Regions from separate parts of the Pan troglodytes genome. Here all the other regions are linked to region 3. The links are chromatin contacts, called in public Hi-C maps. All regions are on one chromosome and are shown on one strand. The core of a region is the stretch at or near the end of the contact, and the rest is flanking DNA. Distances in the headings are between cores, read along the strand shown.

Region 1 (3,665 bases), core at 1,091-3,590, 600 kb before region 3:
CAAATGCAGAGTCCTGGGCCCTACCTCAATAAAAGGTCTTACTAGGTCTTATGTCAGAATCTCAGGGAAGGAGGGTCCAGGCACCTGCATTTCGGAAGCTCCCCTCGGGATGCCGAGGCTGCTAACATTGGGAACCCCGGCAACTGTGATGCAGTGCACAGGCTCTGGGCTCAGGTTGGCACATCTCACTTGCTGAGAGGATTTGGGGAATTGTCTACTCTCTCGGATCCGTGCTTCTCTCCATTGTAAAAGCCCTCGTGAGCCAGATGCGGTGGCTCACGCCTGCAATCCCAATACTTTAGGAGGCCAAGGAGGGCGGATCACCTGAGGTCAGCAGTTCGAGACCAGCCTGGTCAACATGGTGAAACCCCGTCTCTACTAAAAATAAAAAAGTAGCCTGGTGCCTGTAATCCCAGCTACTCGGGAGGCTGAGGCAGGAGAATTGTTTGAACCCGGGAGGCGGAGGTTGCAGTGAGTCAAGATCGCACCGCTGCACTCCAGCCTGGGTGACAGAGTGAGACTCCATCTCAAAAAACAATAAATAAATAAATAAATAAATAAATAAAGCCTCTGGTCGGATGAGGCTTAAACGAGACACAAATTCAGGCTATCATGACCAGTCCTGTGGCAGGCTTGAACCCTGCCCCCCAGCTCAGGAGTCTGCAAGAAATCACAGCTGTTTATTTTCTGTAAATCAATGTAATTTCTTTCTCCAGCCCCCATTCCGTTGGGCTAGAGGAAAACATAATACAAGGCAGATATTGAGAAAGCTCAGTCCCCACCTGTACCCCCAGGGTGGTGCCACAGCCAGGGTCTTAGTTTTAAAATATCAGAAAGCCAGGGATCTTTGTCAATTCTCTGCATGGCTTGTACCCACCCCCGAATGGTGACGGTAGAGCTGGCAACCTGCTTGAATGAGATGGGGAGAGAAAAAAAGATGCAACCCGGCAGAAAACAGAAACGCGCACATACTGACCAACAATTTCCATTCAAAATATCATCCAAACCCAGTCCCTCTACTCTCCCATCTCACATTGTTGAATTCGACCTTTCCTTATTGGGTGGGTACCATTAAAGGATCATTTTTAAATAAAGGCAAAATCACGACTCTCGTGCAATTACAGAATGAACACCCATCAGAGATTTTATTTAAAGCATTAATTAATGACAGAACCAGGAAAATGGCACAACTGGTTCAAAGGAGAATTTAAGCACCACACATAGACATGCAGGCAAACAGAAATGCTGGCATTCATTTACAAGTAGATACGAAAGTGGTCAATAACTTGAGGATAATAATCAATTGCATTCCACTGGACACAATTCATTTGCATTTCTATGGCACCAAGCATTTGTATTACTATTGGTTTTTTTCTTAAGCTTCGAGAGTTAGGAAATAGCTCAAAGATGATACAAGGCATAGATATCCTGGAGAGTTATGCTAGACAGAACATTCAGCAATCTTTATAGATTTTTTGGCCCATATCAACGTCTTTTATAATTTTTTCTGACAGTACAGTGCAGCCACCACCATCCCAGAGAAGAAGTGAGGGGCTATGTTGTGTTTCCTGGACCTCTGTTTCTTAATCTGCAAAATGGGCATGATAAGAGCCTTTGACAATCCAGAGACATGAGGTCCTGCTGGGACAAGTACCGTGGGAAACGTGAAGTGCTAAGGGACAGTGTCCCAAACCTCAGTGTGGCCCTCCTTCCTGATTTAGTTCACATCCTTGTTCTACCTTGAAAGAGTTATTTTTTTTCCTTTATACCAACTTTGATTTGATAATACCCTTGAAATCAGAGAATGAGGTGCTGATTCTGTATGGTTTTTTTTTCTAATACATATGAAAATAGACAAAAAGCCATTGAGATAAGAAAGGTAAGTTCATTCTTGTACCAACTAATCCAGTGCTCTGTGGGAAGTACAGGATTAGGAAGATTTTGAGGAAGAAATTAAGTGATAGCCTACAAACACACACACACACACACACACACACACACTCCACTAACCACCACCACCACCACCGCCGCCACCACCAATGTATTCTGCAAATTCATATACAATTTGCAAACCTCCTCCTGAAATAGAGAGAGAGGGCAATTGAAACTATCTAAGGCAGCACTTGGAATACGCAGGCCAAAGACTGAGCCAGGGAGGGATTGTTATCACATGGGCTGTGGGGAGGCAGAGCTCCCCTGTGTCCCCGAGAGCACCCCTCCCCGGGGCCCCACCAGCCCCCAACTCGCCTCTCGAATTCCCACCTCTCCCCTTGCTCTGCGCCTTTGGAAACCCAGACAGCGGCCCCACTCCCGTGATTCATCCAGCAGGAATGTGGGAGTTCTCGAATTGCTCCAGCTAAAGCCTTTTAATTCCCCTTCGGTGATGAATGGGTGAGGCCCTCAAATGAAATGTGGAGGCTCCCAGTCCCAGCCCGCGGCCCTCCCCCTCTTCGGCGTAATTATTTCTGTGCAGAACATGTCAAGTGCCCTGCTTCCCGGGAACTTGTTTCGCATGCAAACATTTGGTGATTAAGCGAGGCTTACTTAATTAAGCACTTTGTAATGACTCTTAAACCAAAGAACAGTGGATTAGGAGTCCAGTTCGTGCTGGTGATGGGAAAGGCAGCTTCATATCACAAGGAGGCAGACAGTGATCTGGTGTGGGGAGGCGGCCGGGCCAAGCGGGGCAGAGTAGGCGCTCTGGGAACTCTGCTAGAATCACTCATTCATTCATTCAATCAATTTATTTTTGGAGCACTTCTTGGAGCCAGAGTAGCGGGTGAACAATAATAATAATAATAATAATAATAGGGCCAGGCACTGTGCTAATAAGTCTGCTGAATAACAAGAGTGAGGAGGAGCCAGAGATAGTTATTGAGAGCTGACTCTACTAGGCATGAACTGCTAGTAGTAATGACGGCAATAATAAGCATTTTCATTGCAGCAGCAAATCCTTGAATAGGATTTTGCTGTGGCCCTGCATGCCCTGAAACTGCTGGGTTTCTGCCATGGACTTGGCCTTTGGAAACAGCCCCCATCTTTGTTGCTGTCTTACTGACTCACTGGCTTCTCACCCACCAGTGGCTCACTTCCCACATCTGTATAATGGGTAGTTGGATCTAGATCTTCTCTAAGATGCTTTTGGGTCTTAGGAGCCTAGGGTGTCTCCTCTGCTTCTGGGGGCCACAGGAATGGTGGCGCCACTTTGGGGGCCTCAGCTGCAATATTGCAGAAGGCTTCAGAGCCCAGTCCTACACAGCTCCAGGACAGAGCAAGGGTGACTCTCAGCTCAGACCTTCATAAACTGTGGGACCTTCACCAGGTAGCTTGTCCTCTCTGACGTACAAGTCCTTCACCTCTCAATTGAAATAACCCTTCCATTTGCTTCCAGGGCTCCTGTAAGGGAATCACACAGACTCATGGACATAGATGCCCTTTGAAAACCATCTACCTGGTGGCAGAAGCCATCATGTCTCAAACCTGGACCCACGAACACACCCCAATGTATTCACTTGTCTACTTGCTTTGGTTTTCTCATTTCTACCATAACCCGGAAAAGGGTTCTAATTGCCTTCTAACCTGGGAGATCATCTTAGAACAAAGGGCTTCCATGTGACTTCAGTGCCTGGGTTGATATTTGCTTTTGCAGTTGTGAGATTATTGAG
Region 2 (3,853 bases), core at 802-3,301, 690 kb before region 3:
GGCCTGCTCCCTGCACCCTTCCTTGCCCAGGAAGCAGCAGCGCAGGCCAGATGAAATGGCGGCCACAAGGTAGCATCGCTGAGGGGCTTCTGTTCATCGGAGTTCAGCCTGGTCTCCCGGCTTCACTCATTCATTAACTCACTCACTCATTTGTTCATTCAATCACTCATTCATTCATGCATTCATTCATTCACTCACTCAGTCACTCATTCACTCATTTATTCCTTCATTTACTCCAAACTTCACTCAATCATTCACTCACCCAATTATTCACATGTTCCTTCACTCACTCACTAATACATTCACAAATTACTTCACTTACTCATTCATTTATCCATTCATTCAATCATGTATTAGTCCATTTTCATGCTGCTGATAAAGACATGCCTGAGACTGGGTAATTTATAAAGAAAAAGGAGTTTAATGGACTCTCAGTTCCATGTGGCTGGGGAGGCCTCATAATCATGGAAAAAGGCAAAAGGCACGTTTTACATGGTGGCAGGCAAGAAAGAGTGAGAGCCAAGTGAAAGGGAAAACCCCTTATAAAACCATCAGCTCTCATGAGACTTATTCACTACCATGAGAACAGTATGGGGGAAACCACCCCCATGATTCCATTATCTCCCACTGGGTCCCTCCTATGTCACATGGGAATTGTGGGAGCTACAATTCAAGATGAGATTTGTGTGGGGACACAGTCAAATGATATCAATTCGAACACAACATATCATCCACTCTTCTCTGCACTGGGGACATAACAGTGAGCAAAATAGATGAGATCTTTTTGGAGCCTCAGTCTAGCAGGGTAGATAACCATTAAACAATAAACACTTAATTATTCCATTGCAAACATGCTAAGTTTTAGAAAGGAAGAATAAAGCATATGATCATATATAATAGGGGCCCAGCCTTTTCAGACACCCAATTACAAAAGCATAGCTCACTCCCCATATTGCAAAGCAGATATCTACAAGATATCTACAAGAATCATGAAGGCCTAAAAATATGTCAGTGTTGGAAGAAACATCAATGATTATCTGGCTCTTTGTGGCAAAAGGCAGTGACATGGTATGGTCAAGGGCTCAGACCTTTGAGTTGATTTCTGGGTTTGAATCCAGCTCTGCTATCAACTGCATGCCCTTGAGTGAGCTATTGAAACAATTGGACTTGGTAGAGTGAGAACAAACAGAGTACTAGAGCTGTGGAAGAAGATTAAATGAGAGCCCTATGCAAATCACTTAGCATGGGCCTGCCCCTGGGCAGCAAACAGTGCATGCTACCCTCGATCACGCTCTACTTTCATTGAGCATTGGAGGAGGGAACCACATGCCCTAAGATGATCCAGTAGGAGCCTGCACTTGAACCCAGGTCTCTGGGCTCCCAGTCCAGTGCTTTTTCCAAGCACAGAAGAACCTTTGATATACAATGGAAGAACCGCCATTCTCCTGTCTCCACCTGCCGTTCACCAGCCTCTGTCATAAATGTCCCAGAATCCTCACCCAAGATCAAGTCCTGACATCGAAGTGTCCCCCACCCCAGGTGGCTGCACAGCTGACTTCCGGGGCATCTTGGTTGGTGGGAGGGGAGAGAGAAGAAGGCATCTAACACACAGCTTCTATTTGCCATGTCAGGAGCAGTAACTTCTCCTAATTATTTCCCGGCTCCTGGATTCATTAGCCACCCCAGTATTAATTCAGATCACTGCATTTATCCCCATCTGTCCTAGATTCGTCACCAAGACACTGACGATGCTAATGTGGTGGTTTCAGCAATGAAAGAGCACTGCAGAGTTCAAATTGTTGTTCAGAAGGGGGAAGGGCTCTAGCAATTTTTGGTTTAGAACAAGCAATGAGAGTCCCCCACCAAACACACACACACCACCCCCAAGCCCCCAATACCCCAAACCAGGCAGCCCAACGGCCCACGGGCAGATAACCTTCTGCCCTGGCCTCAGCATCAGAGAAATTCCTTTTAAATGACTCCACAGACTTCCCCACCCACTGAGTTCCCCTCTTTGGCTAACAGATGGGCTCAGCTAACCATTCCCAGCTTTCCGATAAAGCAGTGTCAGGCAGTGAGGCCCCCTCAGAAAGGCATGCTTGGATAATAAATTCCAAGGCACCCCTGCCATCTGCAGGCTGCCAATCATGGGGGCGCTGGGCACACTAGGGCTCCCAGCCTGCTGCTGGTAGGGAGCTGGGGTGGGACCTCTGCATGTGGGGAGGCAGCCTGCCCCTGGCGCCCCATCCTGCTCAGCCTGTGACCTGTCCCTGCTGAAAGGGTAGGGGCCAGTCCTGCTGCGACCCCTCTGTCTACTCACAACCCTCCCTGTCATGCGAGAACCAGCACACAGGCAGCACTGTAATGGAGGCAATAATCGTGAACCACAAAGGCCGATAGTCAGATCTGCTGCCACATTTTGGCTCAGTCACATTCCGGTGCTTGACCTCAGGCCAGTGGCTTCCCCATAAGAGCCTCGGTTTCCCCATCTGTAAAATGACAGTTAAAGACACTCCCTCCCTGGTAGATTTTGTGTGAAGATGTAAGCAAAATGCGTGGCACAATGCTTGGCCCATGGATATAAGTGGCAGCTGTCACTATCACCATCATCATTATTGTTAATATTATTCTTGTGGTTGTTATCATTTAAAATACCAATTAGGTGCATGGTGGTGCACTCCTGTAGTTCCAGCCACTCAGGAGGCTCAGGCGGGAGGATGGTGTCAGCCCTAGGAGTTCAAGGCTGCAGTGAGCTGTGATTGATCGTGCCACTGCACTCCAGTTTGGGTGAAGGAGCAAGACCCAATATCTAAAAAATAGTAAAGTGAAATAAAAGGGCAGTTAGCCAGAAAAATGGACTTTATGATACTTGCTTCATATGATACTTATCTTGGAGGTGTGATAAAATGTATGAGCTGTCTTAACCCAGCACAGAATGAGCCTTCAGGAAATGTTAATTGCCCCTGTCAATCTCAAATTCTTTCATCTATTCATTCATTCATACAAGAGACATTCACTAAACATTGTGCCAGCCCTTGGGTTAGACCTGAAGAGAGAAAGAACAACCAAAAAAAAAAAAAGCAATTTTTACCTTTAAATCACTCACAGTCAAGGGAGCACATAAAGCAGTCCCTGCAAAGACAAAGGTTTCCACAGTGTTAGAGTGTGTTTGGAAAGAGGCCAGGCTTCCCAGATCACCCCTCCCCCTATCTCCCAAATAATAATGAAGGCTATTTTTACCACATTGCTTTAACTCATTCGGATTGCTGAGGTTTCCTGAGGTCAGGGATGTACAATGTGCAGTATGCGTACTGTTGTCTCCCCGCCTGGGCCAAGGCAGACATCACTAATCAATCACAGCTGTCTTTCTCATTGAAGGAAGAAGACAGGACTCAGTCACTAGAAAGATTCCTTCCTCCTGGAAGTCACAGTCAGCTGATAAGAGCTGACACCCAAGTTTTAAGCAAATATAATCCCAGGCTTAGATCAGGGTTTAGACATGTCCAGCTATGTCTGGCCCACAGCTTGTTTTTGTAAATAAAGTTTTATCGAAACACATTCACACCCATTTCTTTACATATTTTCTATGGCTGCTTTTGCACTACATGGGTATAGGATGAATAGCTTTGACAAAGACCATATGTCCCACAAAAGACAAAGTATTGATCCTCTGGCCCTTTACGGAAAACAGTTGTCTTTGCTGCAGAGGGTTTACTGTAAGAACTTGCAGTAAAGTGTGATGAGGCATGGTGAACTGAAACCATAAGCATCTCGCCCATATTCTGTCCACTCTCAAACTCAAGAGTGCGCTTACTGTGCACACCTGTGACTCCCTGCTTCTAGATGTTGTTCT
Region 3 (3,578 bases), core at 357-2,856:
CAGTATCTCAACCGCACAGCAACACGCTTAGCTTGTGACATGGAGGATCAGAAATGAGACACTTGCTTGAAAGCATGAATTGGAACGATGCTACAAACCTCCCCTTTTCTGAACACAGAAGCTCTCTTAGACCTCACTGAATCCAGAAAGCAACCCTAGGAAGTAAGCATCTCCATTATCCTCTGGAATGGAGGCTCTGATTGGTACAAGAACGACGTGTTCAAAGCCACATCGCGACTGCATGGCAGGGCCTGGTTTCATACTCGGATACGTAGGGTCCTAGAGCCATCCTGCCAATGTCTCCATCTACGTGGGTTTCTCTTCCCCAGACGGCATCCAGCTATGAGCTTCTATTTTCCATTCTCTAAGCGAAGTATGCTGAACCCAGGCCCTGCTCCCAAAATAACTCAAACCAGCCCCACAGGCTGGAACGGAGGCCCCAGCGACTCCAGGGCCCAGTTAGCCTCCCCTTGAAAAAGTCCCTATTCAGCAAAAAAAGGAGGAAAAAAAAAAAAAAAACAGCCATCACTCATAAAGCGTCACATACCACACAATTAGTCAGAAAATGCAAAAGTTCAGCAGGTTATTCAACAAACCTATTTAGCATGCTCACAAGCCCCTCCCTCCCCACCTCTTCATTTTCCCTCCCTGCGGCCATCAGCAATGTGGGCTCATTACCACCGAGAACCTCGCTGGAAAGCCAGCCTCATAAACAGAACAAAATAAGCATCTATGATGGGAAAACTTTGGATGGACCAGTCATTAGCCGACACCTTTCAAATCACACTGTCGATTGTCACCTGCATCTCCTGTCCCCCACCCTCTCAGACACCCATGGCTGCATGCCCTGTCTCCACTGAGGTAAGGAGCAAGTACTGGAAGGAACCACCCCCAATGCCAAGACCCAGGCTGAGCTTATCTTCCAGGAAGGAGCCCTGTGTGCAGCTGGAGTCTGCAGCCAAGCTCCTCCATGTGTCAGCAGCGACGGCAGCCGGCATGTGGCAGGTGCGTCCCTGTTTGCTCTACAGCGCCCCATTCCTCTTCACTTTCCTTACAGAGGGGTGTGCTGGGGTGGCTTAGAGCATCACACAGATCTGAGATCTGTGACCTTGAGTGGATCATTCCCTTCTCTGTGCCTCAGTTTCCTCATCTGTAAAATCAGTTTCCAGCAGTACCTACAGCAAAGGACATACGTGAGGACGGAATGAAATGGTGTAGGTTAAGCACAGCAGTCACACGCCATCCCTGGGAGGCGAGTAGAGGCACCTCCTCTCTAAGGCTCCCTGGAAGTGTGCTCCAGTGCAAGAAATGGGGGGTGCCTTGCTGACATCCTCCAGAGATCCAGGATAGGAGGAAAGCAGCCTCCCATCTCTGAGCACTCACCATAAGATGGACTCCTTTCCATAGATTATTTCTAATTCTCGCACCAATTGTACTGCAGGAATAGATGTGTGCCCATTTAATGGACGGGAACCTAGAGGCAGGACACCACTTTGAGAAGGAGCTTGGGGAGAGTTCCTCCAAAAGAAGATCCCACACTTATTGCCCAAAGGGCTCAGGAAGGAAACAAACGGAACCCCCAGGGAACCCTCAGACACCCCACCTCCCACCCCCACTATCAGTCACACTGTCTAAGGGATTGTAAAGTGGACGACAACGGGGCTGATGGGCTTTGAATGGCCCTTCCCACCCAACTAGGAAACAGAGCCCAGAGGCAGTGAGTAATGTGCTTATTTGATCAGATTCTTGGAAACGTTCACAAATCATCACCGTTCGCCCTGTGACAGTGTTACCAGCTCTTCATTTAATTGTTGTTGTGTGCATAGCAGGAAGGCAGTGCGGTTTGGAGGCGAACAGGGTCAGCCTCAGGCTCGACTGCACATATTCCCTTTACCTCCTTGAGCCTCAGTTTCCCCATTTGTCAAATGAGGAGGATAATCTTCTCTGGAGTTGTTAGGGGGTGAACAAGCACAGAGCACTTAGCACGTAGTTAACACTCAATAAACGGCAGCTACTACATGGAGCCAGGCCCCTGCAGGGCGGGTGGCTCCCTGCGGGTCAGCCCTGAATTGATGAGGTGCCTGCTCTCTTTGGTCTCCCCTCAGACCCTGGCTGCATGGTCCTGAGACTCCTGGCTCCGGTCCGGTCCGGAGGCCTTGTCACGCCAAGGCCCTGACAGCAAGGAAAAGGAGCGCTGAGTAGAGAGAGGACTCACCCTGGGTTCTCTGGGCCAGGCCCCAGCTGTGCAGGCCCCACCCTCTCTTGGCCACCTCCACCCCAGCTGAGGCTTAGCTGCCAGCCTCCGACATTTGCCACCCGGCCACCTGGTGAGCTCCAGGCAGGCTGCAGGCGCCAGCTGCCCCCACCTCTGGCTCCGATGAGCTCATCTGGGTTTCCAAACTTCCAAAGCGGCCAGGAATGTTTGCTCAAATGTTCCGAGCCCAGAGAGCGTTAAGAGCAAACCAGTGTCCTCCACCCCCCTTCCCTGCGCAGAAAGCAATCTGCTATAACTCAGACAGGCCGGCCTCACCAAGCCCAGGAGATGGATGCAGCATTTTGGAATCTATATCACCCAAAAGGAAAATGCCTCTTAAATCACAGGGAGCTGGGAGAGAGTGGGAGCAAGAGGCACCGGGACCCAGTGATGCTCCAGAGGTCAGGCCTGGAGGAGGGGAGTATCACCAGGCATGGAGTCACCCTGGTCATCAGCGTGTCCGCTGCACCTTCTTGGCTCAGGTGGAGAGAGGGAGGCCTGGGGACGCTCCCCTAACTTGAATGCTTGCTGGGTGTGCACACACATGTACATGCACTCATGCACACCTGTGTCCACATGCACACACACACGCACAAAGTGCCCACACTGATTCAGCCCACTCCCAGGTCTGTTGAAATCTCTGCCCATTTTATCCCTCCCTTCCTGGCCCTGGCCACCGCTCTCCCGACCTGGGCAGCAGCTGGGCTCTAAACCTGATAAAGTCAGGTCACAGACAGCCCTTCACTCATATCCTTAGAACATTCAGTGGATCTATCTTTTGAGAATAAAGATCAAATTCCTCACTGCAGTGTGCAAGGCCCTGCATGCCCAGCCCGGGTGACCTTGCCATGCCTGCCCCAGTCCCTCCACCAGAGCTGCACTGGCCCCTACTGTGCCCTTCTCACCTTCTCCCATCACAGGCCCTGGCAGGGGTTGTGCCCATGGCTGGAGGGCTTTTTGCTCAGTGAAGGCACAGCCGCACCTCAGCACAGCCGCCACATCCTCAGGGAAATGCCCCCCGCCGCCCCCGGCAACTCCTACCAGATAATCCCGGCACTGGAATGCTCTCTTACCCCCAAGGTCTGGGTAGCGCAACATCCAGCAGTGTTATCTTCTGGGATCCTTAATGAATCTCAGTCCACCCCACTCCATCAGGAGCACCCAACCAGCAGGGGTTCTTCCTGGTTTTGGCCACTTCTGTTTGCATTTCATTCATTTTCCGAATGAAGGAGTGAAGGGCCCTTGCAGTCCAGTCTTATGAACTCCTATTCATCCTGCAAGGCCCTACTTAGTACTTTTCAAACTGCAGATTGTGACCAATTTA

The links. Hi-C and Micro-C count contacts between places; a contact is called where the count stands out from the background.
Region 1: a Hi-C map of stem cell-derived neural progenitor cells shows a contact between it and region 3, with 2.2 times the contacts expected there. The contact joins the enhancer-like site here to the promoter of MN1 in region 3. A contact is called at or near these places in 1 of 7 Hi-C or Micro-C datasets (stem cell-derived neural progenitor cells) and 1 of 1 datasets of contacts at active chromatin or transcription factors (stem cell-derived excitatory neurons).
Region 2: a Hi-C map of stem cell-derived neural progenitor cells shows a contact between it and region 3, with 4 times the contacts expected there. The contact joins the enhancer-like site here to the promoter of MN1 in region 3. A contact is called at or near these places in 1 of 7 Hi-C or Micro-C datasets (stem cell-derived neural progenitor cells) and 1 of 1 datasets of contacts at active chromatin or transcription factors (stem cell-derived excitatory neurons).

What each region holds. Positions count from the first base shown.
Region 1 is chr23:29,359,766-29,363,430 of NHGRI_mPanTro3-v2.0_pri, forward strand. No RefSeq gene overlaps it. Among named protein-coding and RNA genes, the nearest start is that of CRYBB1, 580 kb to the left of the region's middle. Within about 2 kb of position 2,341, at least 10 of the 24 cell types and tissues checked have an H3K27ac peak or open chromatin away from gene starts, as enhancers often do. A contact at or near this core is called in stem cell-derived neural progenitor cells, where this site is marked.
Region 2 is chr23:29,270,835-29,274,687 of NHGRI_mPanTro3-v2.0_pri, forward strand. No RefSeq gene overlaps it. Among named protein-coding and RNA genes, the nearest start is that of CRYBB1, 490 kb to the left of the region's middle. Within about 2 kb of position 2,052, at least 4 of the 24 cell types and tissues checked have an H3K27ac peak or open chromatin away from gene starts, as enhancers often do. A contact at or near this core is called in stem cell-derived neural progenitor cells, where this site is marked.
Region 3 is chr23:29,962,975-29,966,552 of NHGRI_mPanTro3-v2.0_pri, forward strand. It overlaps MN1 (MN1 proto-oncogene, transcriptional regulator), which reads right to left and starts at 1,607. Exons shown (of 2, transcript XM_016938877.4): 1 at 1-1,607.